Linked DNA regions of Hordeum vulgare: regions 2 and 3 are each linked to region 1. A link is a contact called in public Hi-C data. All regions are on one chromosome and are shown on one strand. Each heading gives the region's core, a stretch centred on a gene start, on an enhancer-like site or on the middle of the called end of the contact. The rest is flanking DNA. Distances are from core to core; before and after follow the strand shown.

What was found. Hi-C and Micro-C count contacts between places; a contact is called where the count stands out from the background.
Region 2: a Hi-C map of leaf shows a contact between it and region 1, with 5 times the contacts expected there. The contact joins two enhancer-like sites. A contact is called at or near these places in 4 of 6 Hi-C or Micro-C datasets (leaf and seedling) and 1 of 1 datasets of contacts at active chromatin or transcription factors (embryo).
Region 3: a contact with region 1 is called in a Hi-C map of leaf, with 4 times the contacts expected there. The contact joins the promoter of LOC123427386 here to the enhancer-like site in region 1. A contact is called at or near these places in 2 of 6 Hi-C or Micro-C datasets (both in leaf).

Annotation. Positions count from the first base shown.
Region 1 is chr2H:572,860,211-572,862,891 of MorexV3_pseudomolecules_assembly, reverse strand. No RefSeq gene overlaps it. Among protein-coding and RNA genes, the nearest start is that of LOC123427385, 30 kb to the right of the region's middle. Within about 2 kb of position 1,336, at least 2 of the 3 cell types and tissues checked have open chromatin away from gene starts, as enhancers often do. A contact at or near this core is called in leaf, where this site is marked.
Region 2 is chr2H:572,678,738-572,681,418 of MorexV3_pseudomolecules_assembly, reverse strand. No RefSeq gene overlaps it. Among protein-coding and RNA genes, the nearest start is that of LOC123430596, 60 kb to the right of the region's middle. Within about 2 kb of position 1,303, at least 3 of the 3 cell types and tissues checked have open chromatin away from gene starts, as enhancers often do. A contact at or near this core is called in leaf, where this site is marked.
Region 3 is chr2H:573,020,274-573,022,954 of MorexV3_pseudomolecules_assembly, reverse strand. LOC123427386 (sphingoid long-chain bases kinase 1-like) reads right to left here and starts at 1,359. Exons shown (of 9, transcript XM_045111416.1): 1 at 1,055-1,359; 2 at 120-627; 3 at 1-28. The coding sequence starts at 533.

The DNA of each region.
Region 1 (2,681 bases), core at 87-2,586:
AACCAATGAATGAATGGACGGACGGATTATATATACGACCACTGATCGACGCTGTTGGCGACCTCACAGTCACAGAATATGTATCGAAACGAAGAGTAGTGGTTCGGCCTGGCTGGTACATGGAGACGAGTAGTGTCTGGGCGAAGAAAAGCATTTGCATTTGGCCTTGGATACGTAGTACTACTTACATAGCGTAGCTAACTAGCTGGGTAGATAATCAGCCACGCGCGCACACGAGGACATGACGAGGAGGGGGCAATGGCCCCGGCGGCTTTCAGTCGGCGGTACCACCGTGCTCTGCACAGCGCAATCGTATCGCCCTCCCGCCCGCGCAGCCAGCCGACACACGTACACGAGCCCTACGTGGCCGCGCGCGGCGTTGATGAATCAGTCAGTCAGTCAATCAATCAGCTTACTTACTTACTTACCCCTGTTGGCGCCGGCGCCGTCCGGTGGATCGTCGGAGCAATCACAGCCGACCGTCGCCGATCCGACGCCTAGCACGGGCCAGGCTGGTTGGGGCGGGCGCGGGGAGCAGGGTAACATGGAGGCCGCCGTGCGCGCGGTTTGAGTTAACCCACGCCGGGTCGGGAGCGCGTCCTTTTGTGGAAACGGAAAGCCATGCGCTTTTGCCATGCACACCCCTGCATTGCTTGGCCACACATGCGATGCCACGATCGAGCTCGTAGCCATTGCCCATAGCGCGCGCCTGGCTGGCTGGCGAGGAGCAGGGTCATGTGCCCGCATGAGCGCCGGGACGAGTGAAAGCCAACACGATAACCTCCGGTCATATGTTTGTTATGTACTACTCCCTCCGTCACAAAATTCTTGTCTTACATTCGTGTAGATATGAATGTAACTAGTCACATTTTAGTATTTAGATACATCCATTTGTAAACAAATCTAACACAAGAATTTTGGGCCGGAGGGAGTAGATGGAAGTGGAACGGGCTAGCTGCCTGAGCACGAGCCGGCCACGCGTCCCAGGGTGTACTGTTCTAGAGACTGTACAGAATCGTGCGCTTTTCCTTTTCCTTTTGGCGCGGTGGGCGTTCAAATGCCTTCCTGACAGTAGTAGTGAGTAGTAAACAAAACCGAAGCTTGTTCGATCGGCGCCATGGGTGCAGTCCGTTTCCAGGCAGCATCCAGACGCGATCCGTCTGTGCCGTGCATAAACAAAGAAGAAGGGGAAGCGAGTGAGGAGCAAAGAAAAAGACCAGGCTGCTACAGCGGCAGCGTGGTCCCGAGTGCCTGACGGACGGATGGATGGATGGATGGATGAATCGAAAGATGGAGTGAGAGGGGATCAAGGGACGACGAGCGATGGGCCAACGTCACGCTTATTGGAGCCATCGAGCCCATCCCTTCCATATGGACGGTCCCCCCGGCAGCCACATATGGACGCTATATCTGCGGGATTTTCTTCCCTTCTTTTCTTTCTTTTCTGCCAGTCTCTTTACACATTGTTAATAATAATCATCATATACGCTAGTGCTATGGTAGAGGAGTACGTAGTTGCGAGACCGTGGATCATCAATTCCCAATTAACATAACCTTGATCAACACTGCCATTCATTGAATAGGTTAGAGAGCTGTCGATTCCGCCGACGAGCTAATCAATCATATGTTCATGCCACAAGCGCTTGTCTTCTTGTGCTTTTCTGGCGCTACATCGTATGCAGTCGACCCGATCGGCTCGTCAGGCCGCTTAATTAACCTCAACAATTTGACAGCTTGTGCCCGTGTTACACACGACAATGTGAGTCTCCGTCGTTGACTAGCACTTCACGATTTTAAGGATTGCAGGGAATTAGACGCGACAGTAACATTTTGAATCACTGACCCTGACCCTGACCCAACTTTTAACAACTGCAGAGAATTAGACGTGCCTGACAGTAACATTTCGGAATCCCTGATGGCCATAACGGGGCAAGTGTCAGCTGTCAGGGCAGAACTGAAAGCGGGCCATATACTACCTACATGAAAAAGAACAGAAGCTTGACTTTTGTTGCCATAATAAGCAAATTAACACTAGTTATTTAATATTTACGCATGTACTATCAATCAGATCATGATAATTATCTGGAGAATAGAGTAGCCAGCGTCATGCTAGCTAGGCATGTTTCTGGGCCTAGTTTATCTCATCCAGTATCTTGTCAACGATTAACTATATCTATATATATCCAACAGCTAAACTGAAACACAATTGTTTTGTTTCAGATACTACTACTACTACTAACGAACTGTGCATGATTGCTGTGCTGCTGCTGCTGCTGTTGTTGTTACAGCTTGTAATTATGCTTCCCCGGACCGCTGCGGCGTCCAGCCTGTATCTGCTTTCCGCCCCATTTCTTCAGCAACAATCAAGATGGGCACGTTCTAACTGTTTACTACCACTAGTATAATACAGCGTGTATTGGAACAGATTAAGTGTTTTTGAAATTAAGTTTTCCCTCCCGTCTGAAGAAAAATGAAGGCCGACAGGAAAGATTTGTATGATCACCTGTTCACTCGTTTTAGTACAGCAACAGGGCAACAACCTGCAGGCCGCCGTTAGTTTCAGAAAATACTGAAATTCAGGGGATCAAAGTAAGATGCTGCTTGGACCGTTTCTATCCGTCGTCACATTCAAAAACGTTGTCCAGGTTTTTCACATTTAATCCGGCAGCATTGTACTCGTA
Region 2 (2,681 bases), core at 54-2,553, 180 kb after region 1:
GACTTGTCATTGAAGAAATGGCCCCCTCTCGCTCAGCTAACCATAATTTCAAATGGGTTGTTTCCTTTCAACAGTGGAGACTTCAAGGAGCAAGATCAAGATCAAGTGTCTACATGGTGTCCACATAATCACCGACGGTGGCTAGGTTGTCTTTAATTACCTTATTTAACGCTCTTTTAAGTACCCCGCTACTATTATCTTTTGGTTGTAAATGCTTGTATTATGACTTGACCGGTGTTGACTTTATTAATTTGAAGTCGGGCGTTCCTTGTGGTTTGTTTCTAAAAGGGAAAAAAGGTAGATGCAAAATTAACAACCATGCTTTACAATCTGTATGTGCTGTTTTCCACGTTTCGAGAGACACACGGAATCGCCTCCATAGCAAGTATCTTCCCGCAAAACAAAACAAAAGTAACTTGCAAGTCTGGAGTCTATGTTTATAGAGTGGACCAGCTTGAGCCGAATAAGCTACAGTGCTGCTATTTGGTTGCTTCGTCGCTGCTTTACCCGCTTGTGCCACTCTGATCCCTCTCTCTGCCTCTTCCAAAATAAGCTGTGCCAGATGGATGGATAACCACGGTGGTGTTGATCTATCCGAATTTAACAACCAAAAAAGTGAAGTTTAATCTAGTGAAAAGAGACGCCTTTGAGCACACACACACCGGCGCGCGCACCCCCACATAATTTTCTGTGATGCGTGACATCAGGAACACCCAAGTTTTACAGTTGGGATTCAGGGGGACAGGCCCATGCCTTATCTGGTTAGTTTTATAACCCTCAAATGCATCTCATCAGATGATGGCAGATTGGCGGCGGCTTTGGTGTTGGAGGCAGCAATAAACATAAACTAATGCCACATGAACCGAGCTTAGATACCACTCCTTTTTTACTTCTCCATCTGAACAGGGAGGCTGATGCTTTGGTCCAAAGTCACCATCACATGCCTCTTCGCTCTCTCTGATGATGCGTGCGGTGGGTTGCTATCAGCACAACCGTGACAGCATACGCAGCAGCCGAGCTTCAGATTAGACTGACAGACACTAAAGAAAAAAGGCCAGTGGTGGTGCTCCTTTTCCTTTCCTCTCATCTCCCCTCCCCTGTTTTTATTCTTCTTTTAGCACAGCATGAGCGGTTTGTGACGTTGATGATGGATGCCTTGGCCTAGCAGTAACAGGGGGAGGACCCCTCGTGCAACTGGGATGCGCAACTGGGGAGGGTTTCAGCGACATCCGCAACTGAGTTTTTTATGGGTGGTGATTGGGAGTTTGGGGTCGCTCACTCGACTGGCTGGGGCTGGGAGAGGGAGATCATGTCAACACATTGGTGATCCATGAAGTGGACAGGTCGCATTACCCTTCTGAAAATTATACTGTACTAGATTATTTCGTGTTCTATTCTGACGAGAACGAAATGATCCTTGCTGCAATCCTGAGTTGGCATGTAAATACGTCCATAGAGTTTGCATGGAGTTCCGTCGGAGAATCCTAAGTTCATGACTGTCAACCATCTAACATGTAAATCCGACCGGAATGACCATCTGGTCCGGTGGAAAATTCCATGATCCATATAGCTGTTGTGCTTATTGTTTTCAGACGTAGTGGTTTGTTTATAGAAAGTACTCCCTCCGTCCCAAAATAAGTGTCTCAACTTTGTACTAGCTCTAGTACAAAGTTGTACTAAGCTTGATACACTTATTTTGGGACAGAGGGAGTATTACTCTGTTCCTGGGAAGAGTGGAGATAGATAGTTGTTCTCATCTGATGCTTGTTCTCATGTTTGATCTCACGTATTCTAGGATGAAGCAGTGGACATTGGCATATTCAAATGGAGACAACTCACGATGTACCCTCAACTGTATCTTAGCCATCCCCGAAAAAAAAACTGTATCTTAGCCAGTATGTTACGAATAATTTAAGCAGCACACAACATTTACTGAGTCTGCACAAACAATAATCCTCAGTCCCGGCGAGGAAGTTGAGACTCTATGTCAACTTGAATGTAATATACAGTCCTTAGGTACGCCGGATAGGGACCTCCTATCCCGAATATACCGAATTGGGGACATGATCTCGGGAGTCCGTTTTAAAGTACCATATTCCCACAGGCAAAAAAAATCGAAAAAAATAGACATATAGAAATACATCTATAACACATTTTGATAAAGTTTCGTAACAATATAGTTTCATACATGGCATAACCAAAAGGAAAAAATTCCAAAATAAACCTTGAATTTGTAGACGAAACATAAACCAAACCCTAAACTTCAAATCCCTGAAATCGGCACACCGAATTCGCTGATCCTGGTCTATTTTAAACCTTGACAGAACTTAGCCGGGATTTCCTGAATTGGGCTGGGCCCATTAGCGCAGTTGCGCACGCGCGCACCCTCTGCTCTGGTTTTTTTTCATTTTCTTTTTGCTTTTCCACATGTGTATATTTTTTCCAATATCCAATGTATTTTTTAACACATATATGTATATTTTTGATAAACTTCCAATATTTTTCAACACATTATGTACATTTTAAAAGTACATCTTACAAAAAAAATACATGGTAATATTTTTCTAAATAAATATTTTATACTTTATAAATAACAATAAACATTTTATAAAATTGATATATATATATTTTTGAGGTATAAATAACAATAAACGTTGAATGTTTGGCGCTAGGATTATGCT
Region 3 (2,681 bases), core at 110-2,609, 160 kb before region 1:
AATGTTGGACACCAGAATTATAGGATACCTGCAAAGATATAAATACGACACACAAAATCACTGGATTGTCCAACTGGGCCAAATAACAATTGAAGCACATCTTGGTCTCTGAAACTTACAGAGATGACATCCTCAAGGCTGAGTACAGTGGAACCCCATATAAGGGCTTTACTTGTGAGTCTTGCATCAGTTGTATCAGCTTTCTTGTTTGATGACAATTTTCCATCCACGCCTATACTTTTATTTTTCCTGTCAAAAAACAGTTTGCCAGCGTAGACTTCGAAACCTACAAAATTGGACCTCTCATCCACCGTATCAGTTCTACGCTCATGGTTTTTACCCCTTTTGGCATCTTTATTGTCAACAGTCACATGCTTTTGCCTCAAAGATCTAGATTTGCCTCTTTTCTCTGGAAATACAGTGGGGGAAGATTGCTGTCCAGCTGACTTTTGAGAACGGCGACTACTAGAACGGCGGCTGGATTTCTGAGATGCGTTTCTGGATGTTGGATTCTCTAGATCAGCTGCATCCATCTCTTTGTTTTAAACAGGACCTTAAGAGCATCGGAACGGGTAAGGAGTTTGATAGAGCTTAAGAAGTGTATGACACATGATGACCCCAATTGCCCTGTGAAAGGATTGGCATAATTAAATAATCTGCGACAAAAGAGAAACAGAACAAATATAAGTACATGAGCTTCATCCCCATAAGACTGATAGCCACAAAACGAGAGCTCCTCACTAGTACTGCTGGAATATCTGAAGTGATGATATCTTATGCCTATATCTACTAAACTGTCTAGTACCCTAGAATACCTTCTGAGGAACTTCATACAATTCAACTCCTGTAGCCGTACAAATTCAGATCTCCACAACTACGTGCGCTACAACGCATTTCCAGATGCACACAAAGGTCTCGAATTCCTGGTTTGGTACAGAGACATGGGGAGCACGACGGGGCGGATCTAGATTGTTCCGCGGGCCTGGACCGGCACGCGGAAATTTTACAGGATCAGTTCGGGCCAAGTAATCACCGAATGACCAAAAGCTCGTACCTCAAAAACCAATGTCCAGGATTGCGGACGGGTGCGGAGACGGCAGCGACGCGGTGAAGTAGGAGCGGCGACGGCGACGGCGACGGCGATGGCGGCGACGCGCGTCAGCGGCGGGGTTGTTGGGGGAGCAGAGCGGAGCGGAGCGGAGCGGTGGTGGACGTGGACTATAGGAGAGATTGGGTAGGGCAGAGCATGAGAGCAGCGTGGCGGAGGAAGGGATCGGGGAGGAAGAGGAAAGGCACAGGACAGGAGGAAGGTGGAGAAGAAAAGTCCGTCTAGCTGGGGAGGAGTGTGGAGTTTCTTTGATGATGGTTCAAATCGGTGGCTGGCACGATTGGCGATTTGATTTGATGGTAGATGGAGGGTGGAGATTCCGTTTCTGACTGCATCAGAAATTATTGTGTCGGCCTATCTCGGATAGATGGTAAAAACATGAACTTTGTGGATTGTTTCAAAATAAAAAAAGTTTATAGTAATGGTAGTACTGTAGTTTGTGATCCGAAAATACCCGATGAAATCTGGATCTTGGCGTTGTAATCAAACATCTATAGATTCACACATAGGTAGAAATGTGGATCTTGAGTCAACAACCTCTTTTGCCCATTGTTCAAAAAGAATATATTTTTTTGTTCTTGATGGACTCGAGCCTATGGCGTGGCGAAAATGGGAGGGGGTTGATGAGGGAGCGCGCAAGTATTTGACGATTTAAAGACATCATCACATTAGTCTTGATATTATAATCCACTTGTTTATTAGGCATATAAAAATGAAGAGTCAAACAATACTCTCCTGCCATAAATATTTTTGACGTGTGATCTTTATCGCAACTGCTTCAGTGTTTGAACACGTTGTTATCATAATTGCTCGTTTCCTTTTTTGGGTTGTCGTCATCTTTTTTGTCGTGTAGCAGTGCTCTCACTACACGACTAGGGGTACTCCCTCCCCTCACTCCCCTCCCCATGCGTCTCACATGCTACTTGTACGAATAGTATGCCATCGTTGGAGCCAGCCTGATGCAATATTATGGCAGCACACCATTTTTGCAATGTGGTGAAAAGGATGGAGAAGATGGCAAGGCGCAAAGAAGGGTAAAAGGGTTTCAATAAAGGAAACCTCTCGAGACCACAACCATCACCACTACTCCCTTCCTCGTCGTAGCACCTCTCTCTCCCTCTCTCCCTCTCCCTCACCCCCCCCCCCTATCTCTCTCTCTCTCTCTCTGTTGTGTAGTGGCCTTAGTTTACACTCCACTGTGGGCAATGACCACCTCTCACATAGGTAGCTTCATTAGCAACATTTTGTACGATCATGTTACTTCATCATCATCGCTTTTTCTCATCACTCACATGGGCAATGACCACCCTTCAGGCGATCAAATTGTACGTTTTTTCATGCGTGCTCAACAAGGTAGAGCCTTGGTGAAACTCTCGTGTGTCCTTTAAAGTTTGTTTCTCTACTGTCTCTTGGCATGTTGTACCACCTCGATAGCCTTCTTTGTGTTGTTAGTGGTGCCCTTTATGTGGTTATGACATAACTTGTGCTACATCAAAGAACCACCTACACTTATATGTTGTTCAAGAGGTTGATCTTTGCCTTCTTGATGTTTTCCTTTTTGGGTATTTATCTC